Regions from separate parts of the Gossypium arboreum genome. Here region 1 is linked to region 2. Evidence: chromatin contacts called from public Hi-C data. All regions are on one chromosome and are shown on one strand. The core of a region is the stretch at or near the end of the contact, and the rest is flanking DNA. Distances in the headings are between cores, read along the strand shown. Region 1 has its middle 8.8 kb from the start of LOC108463355. Region 2 holds the start of LOC108463585 (phosphate transporter PHO1 homolog 7-like).

Evidence for each region. Hi-C and Micro-C count contacts between places; a contact is called where the count stands out from the background.
Region 1: a Hi-C map of leaf shows a contact between it and region 2, with 2.9 times the contacts expected there. The contact joins the enhancer-like site here to the promoter of LOC108463585 in region 2. A contact is called at or near these places in 2 of 5 Hi-C or Micro-C datasets (both in leaf).

The regions. Positions count from the first base shown.
Region 1 is chr13:105,090,441-105,096,659 of ASM2569848v2, reverse strand. No RefSeq gene overlaps it. Among protein-coding and RNA genes, the nearest start is that of LOC108463355, 8.8 kb to the left of the region's middle. Within about 2 kb of position 2,274, at least 2 of the 2 cell types and tissues checked have an H3K27ac peak or open chromatin away from gene starts, as enhancers often do. A contact at or near this core is called in leaf, where this site is marked.
Region 2 is chr13:105,029,022-105,035,092 of ASM2569848v2, reverse strand. It overlaps LOC108463585 (phosphate transporter PHO1 homolog 7-like), which reads left to right and starts at 1,675. Exons shown (of 12, transcript XR_001868093.2): 1 at 1,675-2,413; 2 at 2,503-2,830; 3 at 2,935-2,983; 4 at 3,077-3,148; 5 at 3,278-3,407; 6 at 3,478-3,598; 7 at 3,695-3,953; 8 at 4,046-4,150; 9 at 4,243-4,437.

The DNA.
Region 1 (6,219 bases), core at 1,025-3,524, 61 kb before region 2:
AAATGAATTTTTAATAATATATTTTAACATTATATAAGTGTTTTTATAAGTTTTATAATATTCATTAGTTTTTACGATTTTTAATATATTTTATAAACTTTTAATATCTTTTATAAATTTGTAATATTTTTATGATTTATTTATTAATAGAAAAATGAAAGGTTAAATTAGGGGTTGCCATGTGTCTTTATTTAATTGGTCATTAGTTGTTTTTAATTATTAATGGGATCAAAGATGAAACTATTTACGAAGGAACTTAATTGATTTTTAGATTAACAATAATAACTCAATTCAATTATGCATGAATAAAGTCGAGGAACTTAATTAATTTTAAATTTTTAAGGGCTTTTATGCCTATAAACCTAAATATTTTAAAAGTAAAATATATAATATAGATTTAAATGATCTATAATTGGAAGTTATTTAAATTTTAAAGCATTAATGTATTGGTATTATTTTATTTTGTAATATATTGCATTTTTATATTTTAATTAATTTTAATTGTATTGTATTCTTATTTTGTAAAAGTAAACTACACTTAAGGTCATTAATAGTAGTATTATGTTTTGATCATTTAACTTTAAAAAGTTACAAAATAGATACGGAATAATTTTAAAGTTTTTATTTAAATTACTAGCTATTAAAATCGTTTTTTGCATAGCCTTCTTTGCTCGCACCATCTGCACCAATCAAAAGCTTTTATTTCCCTTCTTTTCAACAGATCAAAATTTTTTTTATGAAATAATTTTGAATATCACGAATTTGTGAACCAAAATCTAAACAACTTTCTTATTCAATCTCCAACATTGACTGTCGGATTGACTTGGATTTAAAGTATGTTTTTCTACTTGTCGATGAGTACTGATCTACTATACTGATCATTAAATCATTGAATCGTTGATTCGTGCTCACTAGAAAGATTTATTTTTCTAAAAAAAACTTAACAGACTAGTGATTTAAATAAAAACCATTCAAATAAAAGTAAAATGAATTATTAAAATTAAAATTAAAATTAAAATATTTATAATTTAAAAAATTTAAAATATTTAAATCTATGGTAACTCGTCTGACTCAGTCTAAGTCTAAATGTGAAAAATTCGAATTTATAAGGGGCGGAGCCCAAAAAAAACCTAAACTCAAAAAAAATTGAAAAAAAAAATCGATTTGAAACTGTCCGTTTGCGACCTTGATGTGTAAGTAGGTTTTTAGAAAAAGAATTACATGTGTTAGCGAACCTATTGGATAGAGAGAGGAAAGGGAGGTCCCCTTTTTGATTGGGACGTAAAACCAATTGAGGAATGTTATTGACCACCGGGCATACACGGCTAAGCTTCAGATCTTCAGCTTTTCAAATCCAAATTGGAGACCATAGACATTATCGACCACATAGATATAGGCTATTCGATAATCCAAGCCTATTTATTTATTATTTGTTACCATATATAGGCGAAATTCTCCAATGTGAACAAGGCATACTTTCTGGGTTGCAAATTCTTGTACAGAACTTCAAAATCCCTTTTAATTAATTATGTCCTGGGGGAAAATTGACTCGTAAACCAATTTGGTCCATGCTCTCTTAGCCACTATGATTTTTGAGTTTTGGGTTTTGTATTAATTAGCTCCCACAAATAAACATGGTTGAAGGGGATGGGCAAGGACCAAGTTTAGATTAGTCTAAATATTCTTTTTAAAATAGAAAAGCTTCATTTAAGACTTTTAAAAACCTCTATTTGATATAATTAAAAAAAAAAAACCTTAATATGTAACTTATTGATCATGGGCGTTCACTCTATAATTTAGTTCTTAACTTTAAATCGTGACTTTTGCATGGCAATGAATTTAGGTTGTAAAAGGTAAGTGAGTTTTATCAAGAAAAACTTCAAAAAGAGCCTTTTTAAATGGACTAGAACACAACCTAAGCCCACGCTCATCACAAGGCCTGAAGTTGACGCGATGAGTATGAGATTCTATCTAATAAGCCGAGTGACTATTTTGGACTAATAATAAGCCACTTGTTTACCTTTCTTTGGTAATATTTGAACTAATTGAATAATAATAAGTTTCTTTCGTTTTGCCAAATTAGTAGTTTTATTTTCCAGCCAATTTGTGGTCTTTTCCATTCAAGATGAATAATATTTAGTATTTAGAGAATTTTCTAAACATTTTCAAGCAAATCAATAAACTTCTTTTCAGCCAATTAGGGAATAATACATGGTCGAGTAGCTGGAAAAGAGAAGGAATTATAGTTGGTAGTCTCAATTTCAAGAGATTGATGGCTTCATTCTACATTGTGAGTTTATTAAAGCGGAGGACACGAAATTTATGGAGTTTTGGAGTAAAATTTATTTTAGTAAATACATGTTGGAAAAATTGTTTTTATGGGAACTTTGAGGTATATTCTCAATAGGTAAAGGTAGAGAGTTGAATCATAAAATTATGGTTTCATATTCTACTCCATGAGACCTTTACAACGGTATATCATCTGCTAAAAATGTTTGAGTGATGAATGAGAAAATGGTGCTCAAAGTAAGCTACTTGGAAATATTGTTGAGGAAAAGAAAAGGCTTAGATGCCACATTGGTTAAATACCAACTGTGAGATGTGTCTATATATGTGAACCCTTTTATAAAATAATTGAATGACTAAGGGTCAGTTCTTCATTGCTTTTGAAAAGTACTTTTGAGAATTGATTTGAAAAAATTTAAGTGCTTGATATTGCTGTCAAAAAGTGCTTTTGAAAAGTAAAATGTCTATTTTAGACATGATATTATAAAGTAACAAATATGTATTTAAATAATGTTCAAATTAGTTAATATTATGATATTTTAGCAAAAATATAAAAAAATATTATAACTTATTGTTAATATTTTAATATATAATATTAATTTTAAATATTTCTAAGTAATTAATATTAATTATTTATTAAATTTAATTAGAATATATAAACTATATTTAAATATTTAAATATAATAATTAAATATTTGTAATTAGATATTGACACAATTGTATTATTTTAAAAATATTTTTATTTTTAATTAATGTTTTTAACACATTTGTAAAACTCATATTAAATAACCAAAAATATATTTTTGGCCGTTATTTTACCTTTTTAACCTTATTTTTGACTTAAAATGTGTTTGATGCTATTATTTTGTGTTCTATTTCTTGGTTATTTAATATGAGTTTTACAAATGTGTTAAAAGCATTAATTAAAAATAAAAATAAAAATATTTTTAAAATAATACAATTGTGTCAATATCTAATTACAAATATTTAATTATTATATTTAAATATTTAAATATAGTTTATATATTCTAATTAAATTTAATGTTTAAAATGGACATTTTTCTTTTCAAAAGCACTTTTTTGACAGTAATATCAAACACTTAAATTTTTCCAAAGCACTTCTCAAAAGTACTTCTCAAAAGCATTTTTCTACAACACTTTTCAAAAGTATTGCCAAATTAGCCCTAAGTTTGTAATCCTACTTTACGTGCAACGAGGGATGAGAGTAAAATTGTAATCCTGCAAATATTTATGGACAGTAAATTTGTTGATTCATTAATGGCAGATTTTATGGTTATTTCCAAATTTTTCACTATCTTAAATGCCTATAAAAGGCTGTTTATTCTATACGATTAAAACACACATTCTAATAGTTTCTTATACCGAGATTCTGTTCATTTCAAATTTTTTTTGCCTCTTCCTATTTTTTACAATATTCCGGTGATAGAAAAATGCAAAGTTCGTTCGTTGATCGTTGTAGAGGTGATACTACTTTGTTAACTGTTGTTGTATCTTGTGAGACATTTAACCAACGTTTCTCCAAGTACTAGAGGAGCGGCCGAATCTGTCTTAAGGAAACTATGTTTTACAGGCCTCAATGATTCGTAAAATCTCTATTCTTCCTTCTTTATTTCAACTTTTATTATGATTTTATTTGATTTTTGTATCTGATAAATTAATTATAAATCATTCTATTTATATTTAATTTCATATGTGTTTATTTATAATTAATTATATGTTCGCTAACGGGGAGTTTTGTCCAACAATCTCAAGACAGATCCGATTATTTTTGCAATTTTCTAATCCGAGATAAACTAGTCACCAAGAAAAAAATAAATAAATATTTTTCGAAAATCAATCTTCTTTTAAAAATTAAATAAATCTGTTTCTGCATTTTTCCCGCTGTTCAACAGATTTCTTTTTCCTCTATTTTTGTTTTATTTCCAAATGAATATTAAAACTAATAAAATTTGTTTCAGGATTTTTCCCGCCGTTTAACAAATTTTATATGATTTTGTTTCCAAAATTAAAAGTAAATAAAATCTATTTCGGGATTTATTCTCACCGTTTAACGGATTTTATTCCATTATTTTGATTTTATCTCCAAGCGAGAAATTAAAGGTAAATAAAATCTGTTTCGGGATTGATTCCCTCCATTTAATAAGTTTGATTTGATTTGATTTGATTTTGTTACGAAAAATGAGAAATTAAATTAAATAAAATCTGGTTCAGGATTTATTCTCGCGTTTAACAAGATTTTATTTTATTTTATTTCCAAATTCGAATTGAATTAAATAAAATATGTTTCTAGATTTATTCCCGCCATTTAACAAGATTTATTCGATATTGTTTTGTTTTCAAACAAAGACATAATCAAATAATTCTATTTCGGGATTTATTCCCGTTGTTTAACAGATTTTATTTTGATTTAATGATATAATTTTTTTGAGATTTAATCCTGTCGTTTAACAAATTTTTTCTTTTTAATTTTGTTACAGAATTTTTATTCTTCCGTTTAACAAATCAAACGGAAATTTTTCTGTTTACGATGGCCTTAATTGTGGCTTTAAATTGAATTAAAAGAAATTTATCAACGATGAATTAAAAAGACAATATGAGAATGCATGTCTAGGATTGGTTCTTTGAAAGACTTGGTATTTAAGCGTGTAGAGTGCACCACCTCTCTTTTAGGGTTACCTACCTGGTGCATTATTTTATTGTATTTTTATTAGACCGTATAAACTTTTGTTTCGGGTTTTATTAGATTCCTGCAGTCTAACAAAAGTTGATAAGTTTTTTAATTCTGGTTTTGTTTTTTAACAAAAAAAAAATGGAGACTCCCATCAATTTAAGCAATTCGCAATATGAAGTTTTGGTTCAAGTGCAATGTTTGATCTAAAACTTAGTATTATTGGTGGCGGCTGCTGTAAGTTACAATGAGAAACCTGAAAAATTCTCGGGGCAGAATTTCAAGACTTGGCAATAGAAAATGCTATTCTATTTGACCATCTTGAACTTGGCAAAATTTTTCAACGATGACCTTCTACTGTTAAAGAGGGCGAGATAGATAAAGTTACTACTTTCACTGCTGTTGAAGCTTGGAAACATTCAGATTTCCTATGCCGAAACTACATCATGAATGGATTGTCGGATGTACTGTGCGAAGTGTATAGTGCTAATAAAACAGCTAAGGAATTATGGACATCGTTGGACCATAAATACAAATTCGAATATGCTGGAACTAAAAAGTTCTTAGTTGTTAACTTCTTGAATTTTGTAGTGGTTGATTCTAAAATAGTTGTGAATCAAGTGCAGGAACTTTAATTGATCATTCACTGAATTCTTGCTAAAAGGATGATAATAAGTGAATCCTTCCAAGTGACAGCCATTATTTAGAAGTTGCCTCCTGCTTGGAATGACTTCAAGGATTACCTAAAGCACAGAAGAAAGGAAATGTTAGTGGAAGACCTAATTGTCAGACTTAGGATTGAAGAAGACAATAGAGGTACAAAAAAGAGGCTCGACAAAGTAGCAAATGACAATGTTGCTAGGGCAAACATCGTAGAAGTCAAGAAAGACTTCAAGAAGGGAAAACAATCGCAAAATGGGTCTAAACTGGGACCAATAGGTGGTGTTTCCAAAAAGTAAAAATTTCTTGGAAAATACTTCAATTGCAACAAGATGGGGCACAAGTCATCCGACTGTAGGATCCCAAAGAAATTTAAAGCTAACGAGGCTAATGTTGTGGAAGAAATTTACAAGAAAGTGTCCGATGTGAAATTATGTGCCTAACATACGCAAGAACTATGAATAAGAATGTTCTTTAAAAAGGGAGAATGTTTGTGGGAAGGCGATATGTATTAAACTAAATGATATCTCTGTAAAAACAAAAATATGGATAAGAATGTTGTTCTTTTTCTGTTTATATGCTTA
Region 2 (6,071 bases), core at 426-2,925:
TATAACAATGGCATGTAAGAGACAACACGCGGAAAAAAGATGACCCGCAAGGTTTACCAACTTTATTCTATCAAAGTATGGGAAGATATATTTGTTTTATATAATTCAACAATTATATTATAATGAACAACTCTAAATCTCACGAAATTCATATAAATTACAAAAATATTTAATTTCCATTTTTCTCTATAATTAAATTCACAACACATGGGAGTAGTAAAAAATGAAAGCGTGAATTAATTGTCCATTCCGTGGCCATTATTAAAAGGCCGTGCTTTTCTTTGACGTACTTTTTAAAGATAAAAATAGCAAACAGGGAATTGTGTGGGCTCATAATCTACTCGGTTTGATTTGTCTTGTTTTTAAAGAAAAGTTAGCAAACAAAAATCTACATAGCTATTGTTTTTCATAATTTATTACAAGCTAGTTAAAATGTGCTGTTAGACACTGTAATTGTATGTTTAAAAGTTAAAAATCCAGTCTTCATATTTCTTCAATTTAAAAATTATAATTTAATTATTATCAGTTTTTATAAAATTTATCAATTTAACGTGTTTGTTTTATATCAATCATATATCACATCATAAAATAATAACTTAATCAAAATTTCAAATTAATAAATTTACTTTCACTTTTAATTATTGAATTGAGATTTGTAAAGTAAGATGACTTAATTTTTAATTTTTAAGTATAAGGACTAAATCTTAAATTTTGTTAAAATACAAGATTAATAACATATTTTAACCTTTTAATTATTTACCTGGTTAAAAGAAAAGGATTTTGTGCTATGTGCTGAACATTGTGCTTGAAAATATATGAATAAGACCATTGAAATAGAATTCAATAATCATGTGACTCATGCCTGAATTTTGTATGATAATTTATATTAACATGTGATATTTATAATTTGATTTATTAAATTTAAAAATTCATACACAAGAGATTTAGATGGTAAATAAAGTAAGATTTTAAGCATAACGAATTACATTGATAAATTTGAAATATTTAAAATTTAAAATATGAGGGAATATAAAATATTACCTGTAAAGAAAGGTAAGAGAAATTTTATTTTTGGGAACCTTTTGGAAAAATAAACGCTTTAATTTTAATTTTTCTGATTTTAGGAAGCTTTAAATTTATCCAAGCTATGAACTTTTGCATCAATTTGATTGGGATAGTTAAGTAGGTTTCAATTAAAGGTAAATCATGGGAAAAGACAGGCATAGATTAATTTTTTATTTTTATTGTAAGTTTAAAATATAAAATTCTAATAAATCTCATGAAATAATTGTGGGCTTATATATCTATTTTAAGTTTTTGAAAATTTCAAGAAAATCCAGACAAAAAAATTAATATATTCTTTTATTTAATTGAAACAATAATTAAAATTTTTTATTAAACATTTGTTTCAGTATGCATGTATTCAAATTGTGTTATCTCATTTCTTATTAAATAAAAGTTAAATATATATTTTTTTAAAAATGTACAATGAGATAGCTAGAAAAGATGTGGGAAGCTAAGCAAGAACAGGATTCGCTGACACGTAAGGGCTCAATCTTTTGAAGTGAATGATATTATTAAATTACATTTTAGATATATGGTTTTAATATCAAAACAAATATTAATTATAATAAATAAAAATACGCACTAAAATACTAAAAGTTCATTACAGGCGCATATAGCTGGCATATTTTATAAGCTACGAATTAAAAAAAAAAAAGTAGATTGAGAGATTGAAAGATCGTGAAAGTTTCCTTGTTCTCATTTCCATAAATCCTAAAGTTATAAAACATTAGTGCCTCTAACCCTTTTGATTGACCAAGTTCCTTCTGCTGTTTTGCTCATCTTTTCCTTCTATAACTTGAGGAGCAAATTAAGTATACTACATCGCATTGCCATAAAATGAAGTTTGGGAAGGAGTTTGCTTCTCAAATGGTGCCTGAATGGCAGGCAGCTTATGTGGATTACAGTTCATTAAAGAAATTTTTGAAAGAAATCCATGGTGTGAAACAAAAGTATCGGCAACCAGATACCCCAACTCGGCTTCAACGAGCATTGACGCTTTATAGAAGCTTTAGCGGTTTGGATCCGAGACGAAACAAAGGTGGGAGTTCATTCGACGATCATGATGTTGAAAACCAAGCGATTCTTGTGAATTCCGTGCGAGGAAATGGCTCAGGGAAGTACGAGACTACTTTTCTTATGGTTGCAGAAGAAGGGGCTGAATATGAGCAAGAGTTCTTTAAAAAGCTTGATAATGAGTTGAATAAAGTTGACAAGTTTTACAGGTCTAAGGTGAAGGAAGTTATGGCTGAAGCAGAAACACTTACCAATCAAATGCATGCTTTAATTGCTTTTAGGATAAAAGTATATAAATTACAAGAGAATTTTGATGTTTCTGGTTCTAATGACAGTAAGTACTTTTTCTTCCAAGTTCTGCACAAGTTGTTTTCAATTTTACAGTTGAGACACCTTAATTTATAACAATTACTTCATTTGCAGAAATCATGGTTCCCATGAATGCATTACAAGGCACAACTGAATCAGATAATGATGCTAAGCAATCCAGTAATGGCTGCCTAGAGATTCAAGAAGAGAACCCCAAGAAAGTAGTGAGCAGCATTAGACTTGCTCCACAAGAGGTGTTGAATCACGTGAAGTTGAATCAAGCTATTCAAGCTCCTTTCTCAGCTGCCAAAGTGTACTGTGCTAGCAATACTAACAAGACACAAATGAATTTTAGCAAGGACAACCTAAAGAAAATCCAAAACCAACTGAAACAAGCCTTTATTGAATTTTATTACAAGCTTCGGCTTCTCAAGAACTACAGGTAACAAATGGCTAATAACCCATTGTATGTATTTGGTTCCCTTTTCCTTCTACTTTTTAACAAATGTATATTGATTAGTCTTCGATGCTTGTGTCTAAGAACAGCTTCTTGAATGTGTTAGCATTCTCTAAAATCATGAAGAAATATGATAAGGTATATATCTTATAAGCCTTCTTAACATCAAACATTCGGTGTCAACTCAACCAGGCTTGTCGGTACTGATTGTTCTTCTTTCATGGGTCTCAGATCACATCAAGAAGAGCATCAAAGTATTATATGAGGACAGTGGATGATTCTTATATAGGCAACTCCGACGAGGTAGGTGGCTTCCCAGTAAAATACCTTGGTTTTGATAATTAACAATTCAAAATTCTAGTGTCATTGTTATTCGTACATAGATACTTTAGAAAAATTGAAGAATCGGGTAACATAAGCTTGTTGTTTCAGGTAACTAAGCTAATGGAAAGGGTAGAAGCCACATTTATCAAACATTTCTCAAATTCAAACCGAAGTAAAGGGATGAACCAGTTGAGACCAAAATCAAAGAAAGAAAGGCATAGTACATCATTTGGCACAGGTAATCATTATACCCATTTAATGCCTTTTACCCCTTAAAGAAGATATTTATTGGAAAATTGATGTTTCAGGCTTCTTTGCCGGCTGCACAGCGGCCCTCATACTAGCTCTGGTTTTGATTATACATGCCCGCAATATCCTCGATAAGGAAGGAAGAGTTCAATACATGGAAAGCATGTTTCCAGTATATAGGTTATTTTCTTTTACTATTTTACTCCACTCTGTTGTTTCAGCTACACTGCAAATGTGACAAATTTAACGAAGTCATCTTAACTATGAACATTGCAGTTTGTTTGGGTTCATGGTTCTACATATGCTCATGCATGCTGGGAATATATACTTTTGGAGGCGATACAGAGTTAATTATTCCTTCATATTTGGGTTCAAGCAAGGAACAGAGCTGGGCTTTCGAGAAGTTCTTTTCTTGAGTTTTGGCCTTGCAACGCTAGCACTGATCAGTGTGGTCTCCAACCTTGACATGGAAATGGACCCTAAAACTGGAGATTATAAAGCATTAACTGAGCTACTTCCTTTAAGCTTGCTTTTGGTAAAAACTAAAAACTATTTCACTTCATAATCGCAAAACCCAGTTCAGCAAAACCATTTTTTGATCTATTTACTTTTTGCTTTCTCAACCAGCTTGTGATAATTGTATTGCTTTGTCCTTTCAACATCCTTTATCGCTCAAGTCGCTTCTTCTTGCTCAGAACTTCGTTTCGTTGTATCTGTGCGCCCCTCTACAAGGTAAATATATATCGTTTGTTGAATCAGAAGATTTGGGAACCTTTCAGTTGATTTTCAGCAAAGATGGTCCGTGACTTGTAATATTGATGCAGGTAAAATTTCAAGATTTTTACTTGGCAGATCAGTTTACTAGTGAGGTACAAGCATTTAGAAGTGTGGAATATTACATTTGCCATTATGGTTGGGGAGACTTCAAACTCAGACAAAACACATGCAAATCAAATGACATATTCAACACTTTTTATTTCATCGTTGCTGTAGTCCCTTACTGGTCTCGTCTCCTTCAGGTATTTTCACTTCTATATCTATGTTTCAATCCCTGGAGAACACAAATAGCGTAAACTACATTAGATGCCACTCAACTTTATTTAATTTTTTTATTTTTACCATTGACATTTTGAAACTTACAAAGATGCCACTAATATTTTTGGATTACTACAAAGATACCACTCCACCATTTATTCCATTACTTGGGTACTGTGCATCTACCGTCGCAAGTTAAATGTGTCACGGGTTTAAAAAAATTTATTTTCTATCATTTTTATTTTTAAATTATTTATTTCCTTTTTTATTTCTTCACTTAAATCTCTTAAATGCCTATTAAACTCCATAAAAAGCATTGTATGATTTCACGGCATCTTTCTTCCTTTCCAATAGAAGAATGATAAATTAAATTTTTTCTCCTAATTTTTAGCTTTTTCTTGTTGAAAAAATTTAAATCCAACTAAAAATATTAAAAATTAGAAGGAAAATCTGATTTGTCATATTCCTATTGGAAAGGGATAAAGATGACTTGTAATCACAATTTCATACAATTCTTTCTCTTAAACTCCATTAGAACTACATTTTCATCCCTTGCCCTCCCTTTTTCCTCAAGCTTTCCTTCCGCATCTCTCTATCATCGTCCCACCCTCACCCTACTCCTTAGTTTACTCTTAAAAAAGGGAAAACGATTTCTCAAAAATTTTAATCTTAAACCCCCCAAAAAAAAAATCATATCATAAATTCTCTCAAACTATGAATTTTATTAAAAATAAATCCCTCCATCACCAACCACCCTAAAACAACCAAAAGAAGGGTAAAGTACACTTTTTTTTTCTTTTTCCAGCTTACTCCAAATACCCCCATTTTCTATGCTAAGATCATCTTCCATTGCTTAGAAAACTTAAGGAACAAAATTTGGAACATTTCAACAATCATTATTTACATCACAAATAATTGTAAGGGAAGACACTTGCTTCTCAATTACTCTGATGGACAAAAGTGGAGTAGAGCAACATCCACGTGTCATGAATATGATGCAAGTAAATTACATTTACAGTGAGAATGTATCTAATTCTGAAGTAGCAATTTTTATATTTATCTGTACAAATCCAAGAAATGCAACTATATTTTCTTTACATAAGAGATAAAAAAAAAAACAAAAAAAAAGGTAAATAACATGGAGCAATTAAGATAAAATAAAATAAAGGGAGGGAGGAAGGCAAATTAAACTGACTACAATTCCAATCCTTCAAACTAAGCAGTAAGCACTTCTATTACAAGCAAGAGACTTAAGCCCTCAATGCCACCTGATCTTGCCATGATCTTTCATTTCCCGGTTCTATTTGGCCCATTTTCGATATTCCTGCAGGCTGATATTTTAACATCAAGGTGCTGCTCATCACTTCCGATTCTAGTTGAACTTTTCTTAAATTCCTCCTTTCTCACTGAATTAGTTTGAGTTTGTATTTCTTCTTCCTCTCTCTGCATTGAAGGAAGGAGATGCTGGAGACATTAGCAAATGATAAAAGACTATAGCATGAAGATTTTTATGACAACAAGTGGTTTACCCAAATCTGGTTTAGGTCTAAAGTTGGTTTCATGTTTGGGCAGTTAGGGTTTGTTGAGACAGGGAGATAAGATGAAAAGAAATGGAGTA